3 separate regions of the Mus musculus genome follow, and all the other regions are linked to region 1. The links are chromatin contacts, called in public Hi-C and promoter capture Hi-C maps. All regions are on one chromosome and are shown on one strand. The core of a region is the stretch at or near the end of the contact, and the rest is flanking DNA. Distances in the headings are between cores, read along the strand shown.

Region 1 (4,198 bases), core at 1,253-3,752:
AGGTGGAAGGTCTAGTTCCTCAGAGAAACATGGAGTCTTCTTGGTAGGAAGCTCAGGGAGCAGGCAGTTGCTAGTTTTCAGGCTATGCAGATCAGCTTGTGCCGTATGAGATATGTGAAGACCCTGGAGCAAGGGGCTGGTCAATGCAGTGCTCTTTACAGTGGGGAGAGTAGCTAGACATTGGTTTTCCAAAGAAAGGACGTCTGGATGACTAGACATATGTCCACATAGCTTCTCCAGAGGCTGGAGGTCAGGGAGCATGGTCAGGCACCGATTCTCCAAGGAGAGGATGTCTGGGTGGACAGATATATGCCCATCTATTCTCTCCGTGGGCTGGAGGTCAGAGAGCATGGTCAGACACTGGTTCTCCAAGGAAAGGATGTCTGAGTGGACAGATCTATGTCCATGTATTTTCTCCAGGGGCTGGAGGTCAGGGAGCATGGTCAGGCACCGGTTCTTCAAGGAGAGGATGTCTGAATGGCCAGGCACATGCCCACAGAGCTTCTCCATAGCTGAAGAACAATCAACATATGCCTAGAAGAAAAAAAACAGGTAATGAGATGCACTAGAAACATATCAACTCCATACTCATCTGTTTGTGCCAGTGATAGGCAACAAACAAATATTTCTACTTCTTAAAATTATGTTATTGTTATTATTATTATCGTGTGTGTGTGTGTGTGTGTGTGTGTGTGTGTGTGTGTGTGTGTGTGTATTGAGAGAGGGAGAGGGGAAGACAGGTGTGTCTATAAGTTTGGCCATGCGTGTCACAGCATGTGTGAGGCTGGAGGACAATCCTTGGGAGTTGGTTCTCTCCCCCTACAGTGGGATGTGGGGATTGAACTCCAGTGGTCGGTATTGCAGTGTTGTACAGCCATCACTTTTAACCATCTTGCTGCCCCCCCCCCTTTTAGATTTATCCAGGCGTAATTCTAAGGGGACAGGGGGGAAAAGGGAAAGCAAAAGCTTAGAGAGAAGCCTGGCATGGCATAGCGGTGACCTGTCTAGAATCACAGCTGAAAAGGAGACCATAAGAACATGGAGGCCAGCCTGGGCTACATAGCAAATTCCAGGTCCACGTGAGCACTGACACTCTCTTTCTCAAAAGAAAATGTGTCTTGCTATTCCTCTCATGTCCCTGTACTACAAGGAAAAAAAAAAAGTAGTGAGGGCTGGGCTGGCATACACCTGCACTCCCAGCACTTGAGGCCGAGGCAGAAGGGTTAGGAGTTCAAAGGTCATCCTTGGCTACATAGCAAGTTAAAAGATCAAAATCACCCTGGAATATAGGAGACTTTGTCCAAAAAAAAAAAAAAAAAAAAGGTGGGAAGCTAGAAAGATAGGTCAGTTGATAAAACATCTAGATGACAGTAAGGCTCAGTAGTCTATGACTGTAATCCCAACACTGAAAGGCAGGCAGATTCTTACATCAAGCTGGCCAGCCAGCCTACCAAAAGTAACTCGAGAAGCAATAGAATAAGACACCTGGTGTGGAGTTCTAGTCTCCACATACCCGTATATATATCCGCATATGCACATACTCTTGCACACACAAACAAACACATACACACATATACACACCCAACGAGTAATAAGGAATTTCAGAATTAATCCAATATGTATGTATGTATGTATGTATGTATGTATGTATGTATGTATTGAAACAAGGTCTCACTAAAAAGGTCTGACTGACCTGGAACTACTATACAGATTCCAACTCACAGAGAGCCACCTGCCTCTGCCTCCCCAGTGCTAGGATTAAGACATACACAGCCACATCTGGCATAATCCAAGAGTGAAAAACAAGTTCTCAATTAAAATTTTAAGTTAACAGAGAAATAAAGACATGTAATTTTTTTCCTCTCTGGAGTTTATAGAGATTCTGATTAACTTCTGAAAGCTTAAAAGTTCTTCCCCAAGTTCCAGAGATAACTGGTATTGATAGTTTTATACTGACATTCTGTGTATACACTAGTTTGTATGTATACCTGCCTCCACTCCTACCCCGGTCCCTTTTCTTTGGCCTTGCACCTGAAGCCATACTTCAGACGCTATTCTTTTCTTAGGAAGTCGTGGAGGCCTACCGCGTTGGCACCTTAGTGTCCATTACTGTTAAACGTGTCAGTCTAGTGAGTTTCTGTTGCCAAAAGTGATCACAACACTCTTCATTTGTTACAGTCACTCCCTCCTAGGATTCTTTAAGGCAAAAGGAACCCATTCTCTCTGAGCATCTATCCCTCCGCCCCACTAAGGCCACCCCACCTCCCTGCCAGCCGCCCGGAAGGACTAAGCGGCTGCACCACGCTCGCCCAGAGGTCCTTCCGGGAGTCCAGCTGACACAGGTCTCGGCCAGGGCTCTACCTGCGCTCAGGATTGGAAAAGCTGTGCGCAATGAGAGGCGCGTTGGTTCTCCGCAACGGGGAGCAGAAACCGGCCTGGGTCAGCCAGTGGACTGGTTGGAAGCAGAGAACTGAAAGAAAACCAACACCCTAGTGAGGCCAAGGGGTGAGGCTGGGCGAGGGAGGGGCGGGGCTGGGGGCAGGGCGGGGCTGAGGGCGGGGCTGCCGCGTGTAGGATATCGCAAATGCCGGGATTATAGGGTTGTGCTAACCACACCCGGTTTGATTTGCACAGTTTAGGGATTTATACTTCCGGCTAGGCCAACTTTACCAACCGAGTTGTATTTCCACCCAATACAATCATGCTCTGATGCTATTATGTATCCTGAAAATACCCCAGAGGCTTATGTGCTAAAATCATGCCAGCCTTGGGCAGCTGTTGGGAGGTGGTGAAACGTTTAGAAAGAAAGATCGCTGAGAGTGTGCCCTTGGCTGACCTTTGAAAGTCAGGCCCCTTCTCTCCCTTTTGCTTCCTTTCATCCACCATGAAAGTAAACAGTTTCGTCTGTCGCCACCCCACTCAATCCCACTCCACCCCATCCGTGAACTGCTTTGCCACAGGCCAAAGCAAGAGGGTCAAGAGATCCTTGACTGAAAACCTCTGAAAATATGATTCAGAATGGTGGCACACACATGTAATCCTAGTACTTAGAAGGCTCTGGCAGGAAGATCAAAGAGTTAACTCTACTCATGCTATTTGAGTTCATTATGTTATCTTTTTGTTACTGCGACAAACTACCTGAGATAATAAACCAAACCCTTTTGATTGTTTCTTTCTTTTTCAGACAGGGTCTCTCTATGTAACCCTGGATGTCCTGGAACTCACTGTTTAGACCAGGCTGGCTTCTGACTCACAGAGATCCGCCTGCCCCTGCCTCCCATCTCCTGGGATTTAAAGGCATACCCCACCACCAACCACCACGCCCAGCAACAAATTTTTTTAAATTTTGATTTTGGGGATTTGGGCTTTTATTTTTAGACAAGGTCTATCTATATAACCCCAGCTGGCCTGCAGCTCACTATGTAGACCAGGCTGCCCTCTAATGGCTCAGAAATGAAGAGAATCTGTTTTTGCAGAAGGCCTAGGTTCAGTACCCAGCACCCACATCATGCCTCACAACCATTGGTAACTCTAATTACCCATGGTGACCTCTTCTAAACTCCAAGAGCACTTGGCATGAAGGTGGTGCACAGACATACATAGAGGCAAAACTCATAAATACAAAGTGGAGTGTGTGGGTGGAGGTCTGTTTTGTATGTAAATTACTACTAGCCAGGTAATATACCCTTATAATTCCAGAGATTTTAAAGGCTGAAGCAGAAGGATCTCAAGTTCAAGCCAGATTCCTTAGGGAGCATTTGCCTCCATAAAATAAGTAAGTGAGTAAATAAATAAATATAAAAATGAAAAACCCCTAAAGATAAATAGTAATTTTAATAGATTTTGTTGTAGTTCCGAGACAGGATTTCTCTGTGTAGCCCTGGCTATCCTGGAACTCAGTCTGTAGACGAGGCTGGCCTTTAACTCAGAGATCTGCCTGCCTCTGCTTCCTGGGTGCTAGGATTAAAATGCATGCCACCATCTCATAGCCCCATGGATTTTTAATGTGCATGAATGACTGGCAGAATCATTCAAAGTTGTAAGCACAAGAATGCCCCTCACTGTAGAAGTGCTCTGCACAGTTACTAAGGGTCTAGCACTCTTAAGTCCCACCTACTAAATATTAAATGCTAAAAATTATCCTAATTGTGAGAAATAAATGTGTGTGTGGGGGGGAGAGAGAGAGAGAGTTCTAAAA
Region 2 (4,198 bases), core at 1,190-3,689, 4.0 Mb before region 1:
AGGCTTGGACAATTCACATTCATTTACATTTGAAAGCATATAGGAATGAGTACAAAGCTATAAAAACAATTCTAGGTGGCAAATGTTAAAGATAGTTGAGTTTAAACCTTCATTTATTGGTGTAGTCAATAGATGAACAGTTTATGAGCACCACCACTATGCTAAGTGCTAGCTTACACTATAATCTAATACAGAAGGGACCTACATAAAAGACCAGACCAAAAAAACCTCTTAGTTGATACCTGTGAAAAAGGCTAAACAGGAGAGCCAAGATGCTTTGAAGACTTAAAAGTGAAAAACACGGTGACAGCAAAAGCTATCTAAAGTGATTAGAGTGAACAAGGCAGTCAAAGTCATGAAACCACGGTGCGACTCAGATGCCCACAACAGGAGCAAGGACCAAGAGTAGGGAAGGGGGCTGGTGAGATGGCTCAGTGGGTTAGAGCACCCGACTGCTCTTCCGAAGGTCCAGAGTTCAAATCCCAGCAACCACATGGTGGCTCACAACCATCCGTAACAAGATCTGACTCCCTCTTCTGGAGTGTCTGAAGACAGCTACAGTGTACTTACATATAATAAATAAATAAATCTTTAAAAAAAAAAAAAAAAAGAGTAGGGAAGGGCATTGTAGGTACTCAGATTTCTGTCCCATGAGCAAATATAAGCTATCAACACGCTTTAAGTATTGTAGGGAAGGCAAACATGGCCATATTTGAATTTTGATAAGATCATATTTGTTGTGATATGCAGTAAGCAGGCAGAGAGCCAGGAAGAGCACAACAGCCCTAGTTACCAGCAAGACTATTTCAGAGATGACAAGTAGCCGAGGAATTAAAGATCAGCATAAAAGACGTGAATAACATCAGTGAGCTACCACGTATACAGCACAAAGCTGACTCCCACTTTATGCTCCAAACTATCGCACCCACACCAGTGCCATCCACATATGGCAGGAAATTTAAGATTTAGACAGGCTAGAAGCATCTTCTCCAAAGTCTTAAGTCATACAGGTAGTGGACCCAGGAAGCAACCCAGATATGCTGAACTCCAGCGCTTGCTCGCGCGCTCGCTCTTTCTCTCTCTCTCTCTCTCTCTCTCTCTCTCTCTCTCTCTCTCTCTCTCTCTCTCTCTCTCTCTCTCTCTCTCTCTCTCTCTCCACTACATAAGAACTGGGTTAGATTCAATATGAAGGAAATAAAGACTTACAAAGATAACTTCTAGACTTCTGGCTTTGTGTAAGGAACACAAACACACCTTTAGCCAAGTTGCAGAATTCCGGCTGAATGAAGACCAGATGTGTGGAGGAAGCTATGAGTTCTTTTTGGACAAACTGAGGAGCCTCTGTGGCTTCTGTGTGATGAAATTAACCAAAAAGTGGAATGTAACTGCTGGTTGGATCTCAGCTAAGGTCAGAGATAGGAACTCACAGGTCAACTCAACGTAGGTGGTTACTGAAGCCAGAAGTTCAGCAAAGAGAAAAACAATAGAAAATGAAGCCTTGGAATGGAGCCTAGGGCACTCACGGGCATAGTCCAAGGAATGGAGAAAGGAATCCAAGGGGAACAGATGCATCAGCAGAAATAGGAGGAAAGCCAGTTCTGAATCCCAAAAGCCAAGGGGGTTGGGGTAGGCAAAATTAAAGAGATGCCTCAAACACCAGTGTCAACACCCTGGAATGTAGCTGAAAGGTCAAAACGATGAAAAGCCACGAGTTCACTGGGTTCAATGACCGCGGTAAGATCTGCTAGACGGAAGTGGTCCCCAAGAGAGGATTTATAGATAAGTGTCTTCCTGTTGTTGTTTCCATGATACTTGGTCGTACTTAAAAAACACTTTGGGAAGGCTCCAGAAGGTCCTTGAGAGCACCTGACTTAATTCTCCACTTTGTCTTTATGCTTGGGGTCCATCGTCAAGGAGATCAGAAACCACTGCCCCAGACGCAGCAAAACTAAACCTCTGACAGTTGCTTAAAGGCAAAATCAGAGCCCTGGGTCACATGGGTTCCAACGGCCTGGACTGGAAGAATGTGGGTATCGGGAGCTATTCAGCCAGAAACAAGGGGGTGCAGGTAGAAAGAAGCCTGGGCGAAGCCGGAATGCAACCAGAACCCTGACACTCGCCTACAACGCCGGCCCTCAGGCCCAGCCCGTTTCCGCCGCGGGGACCACAAGGGTCCACGCGGAGGCCACGTTCCAACCGTCCGCCCGCAGCGCGGGGGTCTTCCGCGCTGCCGCTGGAAGTCGGGAACGGACTGCGAGTCCGTCCAACCCCGCGGTGCCTCCCTTCGCCGCCACTTACCATTTTCCTTCCGGTCGTCAGCGGCCCGTTGCCGTGCGATCTCTTGGGCCCCTTTAAGAATGGCTCGGCAGCCAACTCCCTTCCTGTTTCGGCTGGCGCACCGCTCAGCCTCCCCCACCTAAGGACGCGGCCGCCGTGGCCCGCACGTGACAGCGGACGGCGGGAGGCGAGGCCCAAAATTTGGCGAAATGCGGACGCGGGCGCCTCTGGTGCCTGTTAAGTAAGGATGCTGCGCCGTTACCAAGGAATGAGCCAGCCAAGCGGTGCGCAGATTCTTGGTGTCTTTAAATATTCTACAAGCCTTAACGGCAGGTATTTCGTGGTGCCAAACCTGAGCTAATGACTTGAGTGGTAAATGTGCGTGTCGATTACAGTTTACTTGCAGATTTAATGCTTTTCAAAGGTAGACGCGGCTTTCATCCTTGCACCTGTCCCAGGGCGCCATCCCTGACCCTGCCTGCTTTCCAGAACTTACTGAATAAATTTATTTTCCAAAATCTATTCATACTCACCAGTAAATGGTTACCAATGTTGATCATGTTGGCTTTTACTCTCAAGTTACAGCGAATTGAACTCTGAAACCCAGGTGCTCTTATTGTTTCAAAGTGTGACACTCAAAAAGTTACGACCTTTTAAATGTATTACTACTGGTATTCCATAACGGAGATAAACTTGCCTTTCTAAGAAACAGTATGAGGTACAAAAAAGACTATGTGGATGAAAGGATTGGCAACTTTACGAAAAATAAATATAAGAGATTTTTAAAACATTCTAATATTTGTATACTCTTTTGGTACTTCCTCCTTTGTCATCCATAACTATTATCCTCAAACGATTAGTAGAATTCTCTTTCAAAAATAAGAAAGGATGGGAGTTGGAGAGATGGCTCAGGGGTTGCGAGTACAGGTTGTTCTCTCCACCCTGGCCGGATCTCCAGAACCCACCAATATGGTAGTTGACAGTGTAACTCCAGCCCCAGGAAATCCAAAACACTCTCTGGCCTCCAGGGCCACTGCAGGCTTGTGGTGCAAGCAGGCAAAACACCCATACACACAAACTAATAATATAGTTTTTAAGAATAAGAAAGAAATTGGAAGGGAGGAAAGAAGAGAGAAATGCCAAGAGCAACTTTGATTTCTAAAAATAGAGTTTTGGATCTCCATATTAAACCCAGAGGTTTTCAGTGAGAGGCACCTTATGCAGTTTTGAATCTCTATAAGCATTTGTTTTAAATCCAGATATTGGTAATGGTAAATGGATTTCCTGTACACCACTCCTTAAGGAAGGTGGGACAAAGTGAACAGTAGGAAGGGAAAACCTTCTGCTGTGGATCTGTAGAAGCTGGGGAGGAAGGCTGGAGCACCTGCAGAGCCTTCCTTTCCCACTCTGGCCTTCTCCTCTAGCTTGAAATGGCAGAGGGAAGGATGTAGTCACTGGAGCATCAAAATAGGCAAGGTGTCAGAGAAAATCCTCTTCTCTGGGGAGAAGCCTGGAACTTGACTCTATTCCATCTTTAACACAATAGAGATCTCTTCAGTGGCAGAAGTGGCCTAATCTGTTTGCATAAGATAGCCCTGAAACCAGCATGTGACATGCAGGCGAATCTACACGGTCCTATAACAGTCCCCCTCCTCTGGTAAAACGAAGATGAGCATCTAGCAAGCCTGCAGAGCTAAGAGGCTGTGGGTTACCAAAGATTTTACCGACACAAGTTCATGGCTCGAGCCTTGAATCCCAGCGGTGGGAACTCTCTAGAAACAGACACTCAGATGAAGCTGTCTACAGCTTGGTGAGGACCTATATGCATGGTTCAGATCTACACTCTCATTTTCCCGCCTCCCACCACATCCCATGAGCATCTGCTGTCATCAGATCATCCTTTTAGGAGAAGCAAGAGACA
Region 3 (4,198 bases), core at 810-3,309, 3.4 Mb after region 1:
TGGAGTTGCAGAGAGTTGGAGAGAGGCAGACAAGACACCATACAACAGGAAGACACTCCCTCCCCAGAGTTCTCTATCCACCAGCCAGTTCAGTCTAGCCAATGAATACTTCTGCTCTTTAACCTCCATATACACACACATGCACACTGACACATAATGACACTTTACAATACATTATATGCACACAAAGATGCTCACAAAAATACTTTTAAAAGAACATTAAAAAAAAAAAAAAGCAAAAGCTGGGGCTGGGGCTGGAGAGATGGCTCAGTGGTTAAGAGCACTGACTGCTCTTCCAGAGGTCCTGAGTTCAATTCCCAGCAACCACATGGTGGCTCACAACCATCTGTAATAAGATCTTCTGCACTCCTCTGCTATGTCTGAAGACAGCTACAATGTACTCACATAAGTAAATAAATCTTTAAAAGAAAAAAAAAAAAGCAAAAGTCATCTACCAAAAAAAAAAAAAAAAGAAAGACAGATGGGATGAAAGAGAGAGTGTGAGCGCACTAACCTAACTTTCCAGCAAATCACTTTTTTTCTATGTAGTTCTGGTAAGTCAGGACTTAACTCAGAGGCTTGTGAAGATGGGTGGCTTCAACAGGAGAGACCTTACTTAAATCAGCTGTTAGCCCCACTCTGTTCCTACACTTCCATAACCAGAGGCTAAATAAGTAAGAGGTTCTCAGCCTCTTACTGTTCTCTGTCGGGAACAGTACTGGGCACAGTAGAGAGGTTTGTCAGACCTGGCTAATGGTGCTAACATATCCTGATGGTTAGGGTGTAGCCTCCAGAAACTGGACCAAAAACCAAAGACACTATGATGACCACTGAATAAGCTGACTTTGCAGCTCTAGCTCTGACTGGGGCACAAGTCGGCTGGGGCCTATTTAAGTTCTGAAAAGTAAAATTGTTCCCAGTGGGCCTGACCTAGCAATGTGAATGTGTACATGTGACGTGAGGTTTATGTTAAGACACTAAATCAAGTCTCCAGACAAGTCCAATGCTATATTTTGTCTCTGCCCAAACCAGCTGTAATTCACTGAGGAAAACAATTGCTAATAAACCCCCAAAACACTGCTGACTGACCATGATACATTTGGTAGTAACATTCCTAAGCCAAACCTGTTCCCAGTATTCTCTCAGTTCCATGGGGCAAGAAAAGTCAGACTTCAGATGAAATCCATGGCGGCAATCCTCATTAAACCTGGAAGTCTGTAAGGTTATTAAATGTGTAGAAGAAAGAAGAGCTAATACACAATTGTGTGAATAAAAATTGAGTTGAGGGTAAAGAGAAAAAGCACATAAATTATGCACAGAAATAAGTAGGGGCAACTAAAAAGCCAGCATCAATTGGGTTGCCTCCTCACAAGCAGTCACTAATATTTATATTCCTATACTATCACCAAAGTCTTCTCCTAGATGAAGTAGGGATTAGGCCAAAGTGATAGAAATGTCTCAGCTTGGCATTTTAATTTAAAGCTCTACCAACTTTAAATTTGTGTTAAAGTTTCATCAAGGTAGGATATTTTTCCTTAGAGAAGTATTAATTGCGACGAACACCAGAAGACTATTTCTTTACATATTCAGTTTCAACTCCTGTTAGGCATTAGAAACGTGACATTTCTGAGCCTGCTTCCTGGATCCCAAGAAGTAAGCGTGACTTCACAGACGACGGCCTTCTACAAACTACCAAAGGGTACCGTGAGGACGAAGCTGCGCGCCAAAGTGGGACATTATGACCAGGATACAGAATCATTACCCGCTAGGATGAAGCTGCCCACACAAGAGATGAAGCCAGAGAGGAAAGAGTTGAAGGGGAAGGTGCCCACGAGGAGACAGTAGCCGAACTGCAGCGCCCCGGTCAGCAGTATATAAAGGAGATAGGCGTCCAGCAACTTCAGCCGCTGCGGAGTGGAGCTCAAGTACTCCTCCAGGAACCGGGAGATGACGGACACCACAGACGCCGACATGACGAACACGGGGACTTCGGATACCGGACGACCACAGACGATGTGGCTCGCGCGTGCGCGTTAGCGGGCCCTAGCCACGCCCACACCGGCGGGCCAATTGGCTCCGGCGTAAAGGCCAGCCTTGGTGCGTCACAATTAATGCGCAGACACAGGCTGCATACCCAGACTGAGAACTACAAACGGAAATAAATTAATGCTCCTGCGCAGGGCCTATCTCCCCCTCTGGAGACGTGTACTATAGCCTTATTTCCGCCCTGCGTTTGTTGACGCCCTCTGTTGCTCTGGCGACGAGATTTGTGACCGGAACAAGGGGAGAGGTTTAACAGCGGACAGAGACGCTTCCCAGAGAGTTCCGGCTCTCTTTGATCCCCCTCAGTGGTCTAGCTTGGGAATCTGCTTAGAGACCAAGCTGGCGGTCCAGGGACTTAACCTGCCTGGCCCTAATTCTCTTAAAAGCTCTATCTTCAGATGCCTATGACCGATCATTAGAGCAGGTCAAGTTCCTCCGCAGTGAGAACTATGCTTATACGGGCCAAGCGCCGGTTTACACTGGCGGGAGAGGGTTGACCTCTACAGGATCCTGAACTGGAAGGCTGAATCTGGGCCCCACGAAGAACCTAAGCCAGCAGGTATTCATTCATTCAACAAACGCTCGTTGAGTACCAAGGAGGTCCAATAGCTGTAGTTATATTGTAGGAATTTTTAGGTTAATCAGTCACTGTCTAAAAAGAGAGATAGTCACTTGTGCGTAGAGTGAAGGGTCAGGATCAGCAGCAAACTGACATTGTACAACAGGTATTGTTATAATATTCCTTGAATGGCTCCAAAGAGCATATTTGTTTCAACCTGATCCTCTGAATCATTTTATAGAAAAAGAATTGAAAGTTTGAGGTTTTAACAAGTACAATTAACTGCTTTTTAGCGTTTTAGCTGAAGAAAACTTAAGTTCTGCCTTCTGGTTTGCACTGCCATTACAAGTTCACAATAACCCGACCTTCTAAACCTAGTATCTCATCTTTCAGTTAAAAAGTCTACCCGCATAGAATCCGGTACTTCATTTCAGCGTTTAAGACACTTCCAACTGCCCTGCCTAACTAGTTGAGCAGCATTTCTAAACCCGCAACTGAACTACTGTCGCTTGTTATCTGTATTTAGCCCGGAAACACTTAGCGCCACAATCCAATAAGACGTAAATAGCCCTGCCCAGGTTCCAGTGAATCACTCGTGTCTTTGGAAAGCCTTAGTCTGTTAAAAGAGGTAAATCCATATTCACAAGAGAGAAGTTTGCACTCCTAGAAATGTAGCCTCTGTGCTCTTGTGTTACTGTAGAGTGGGTGGGATGTGGAAGGATAACCAGACGGGTTCCTACTCCACATAATATGAAATGCATCTGCAATTGAACCCTTCTCCCTGTCTCAGCACAAGTAGAACAGATTCCTCTGGTCGTCAACTTAAGGCCAAATGGGCTAACTGGCTGTTTCTAATTATCCAGTAATGAATTCTTCCAGAAGTTCCTGTGCCATCATCCCAGCACCTTCCAGAAGTGTCTTAGCCTTTGATCTTTGTCATTAACATCTTCATAGGAGTTCCCTAGGAAGACAGAATCAATGCAAGACATCACTTATTGAGACAAGCATACTCATTCTAAGACAAAGCCATTCTGAACTCCAGATTTTCTCAGCTACCTGAATTAACAATACGGAAAAGTTTTGTTTTGTGTTCAGTATATGAACATAACTAAACTCTCAATAGGGATTCATACGGTCATTGGTTTTGAGTAGTGTGAGTCAGAACATTACTATGTGTAAAAAGCTCATGTGCAGAGGGATAGTAGATAAAAGTTCAAGTTCCAGAGTCAGACAAAGAGGGTGTTAAACTTTGATTCTACATACTACTAATTACTTAACTTGAGACTGATCACTTAACATTTAATTCTTGCTTTCCTTCTTTGTGTTCTTTTTGACAAGGTTTCTTTATGTAGCCTCGCCTGGAAATTACTATGTATCCCAGAATGGATTCAAATTTGCAATCCTCCTGCCTCTGCTTACTGAGTGCTGAAATTTCAGGTATATGCCACTATGGTCTCATTTTCCATCTCCATGACATGGAAATAACAATACCTGAATCACAGCACTGTTTTCGTTGGGGTTAAATGAAATAATGTCAAACATTAAGCAGCAAAGTCCAGAGCCCATGATAAATGCCCAGAAGATGTTTGCACTTGC

The links. Promoter capture Hi-C pulls out the DNA fragments that hold promoters and counts their contacts. A called contact is a pair of places that touch in the nucleus more often than the background predicts.
Region 2: a contact with region 1 is called in a Hi-C map of B cells, with 5 read pairs. The contact joins the promoter of Gmfb here to the promoter of Tep1 in region 1. A contact is called at or near these places in 1 of 39 promoter capture datasets (pre-B cells) and 1 of 484 Hi-C or Micro-C datasets (B cells).
Region 3: a contact with region 1 is called in a promoter capture Hi-C map of pre-B cells, with 4 times the contacts expected there. The contact joins the promoter of Dad1 here to the promoter of Tep1 in region 1. A contact is called at or near these places in 3 of 39 promoter capture datasets (cranial neural crest, liver and pre-B cells).

Annotation. Positions count from the first base shown.
Region 1 is chr14:50,868,052-50,872,249 of GRCm38.p6, forward strand. Tep1 (telomerase associated protein 1) reads right to left here and starts at 2,503. Exons shown (of 55, transcript NM_009351.2): 1 at 2,362-2,503; 2 at 1-534. The coding sequence starts at 510. It overlaps Gm26782 (a long non-coding RNA gene), which reads left to right and starts at 2,245. Exons shown (of 3, transcript XR_874615.2): 1 at 2,245-2,505.
Region 2 is chr14:46,819,803-46,824,000 of GRCm38.p6, forward strand. It overlaps Gmfb (glia maturation factor, beta), which reads right to left and starts at 2,440. Exons shown (of 7, transcript NM_022023.2): 1 at 2,299-2,440. The coding sequence starts at 2,301.
Region 3 is chr14:54,251,870-54,256,067 of GRCm38.p6, forward strand. Dad1 (defender against cell death 1) reads right to left here and starts at 2,060. Exons shown (of 3, transcript NM_001113358.1): 1 at 1,763-2,060. The coding sequence starts at 1,973. It also overlaps a transcript of Abhd4 not described here.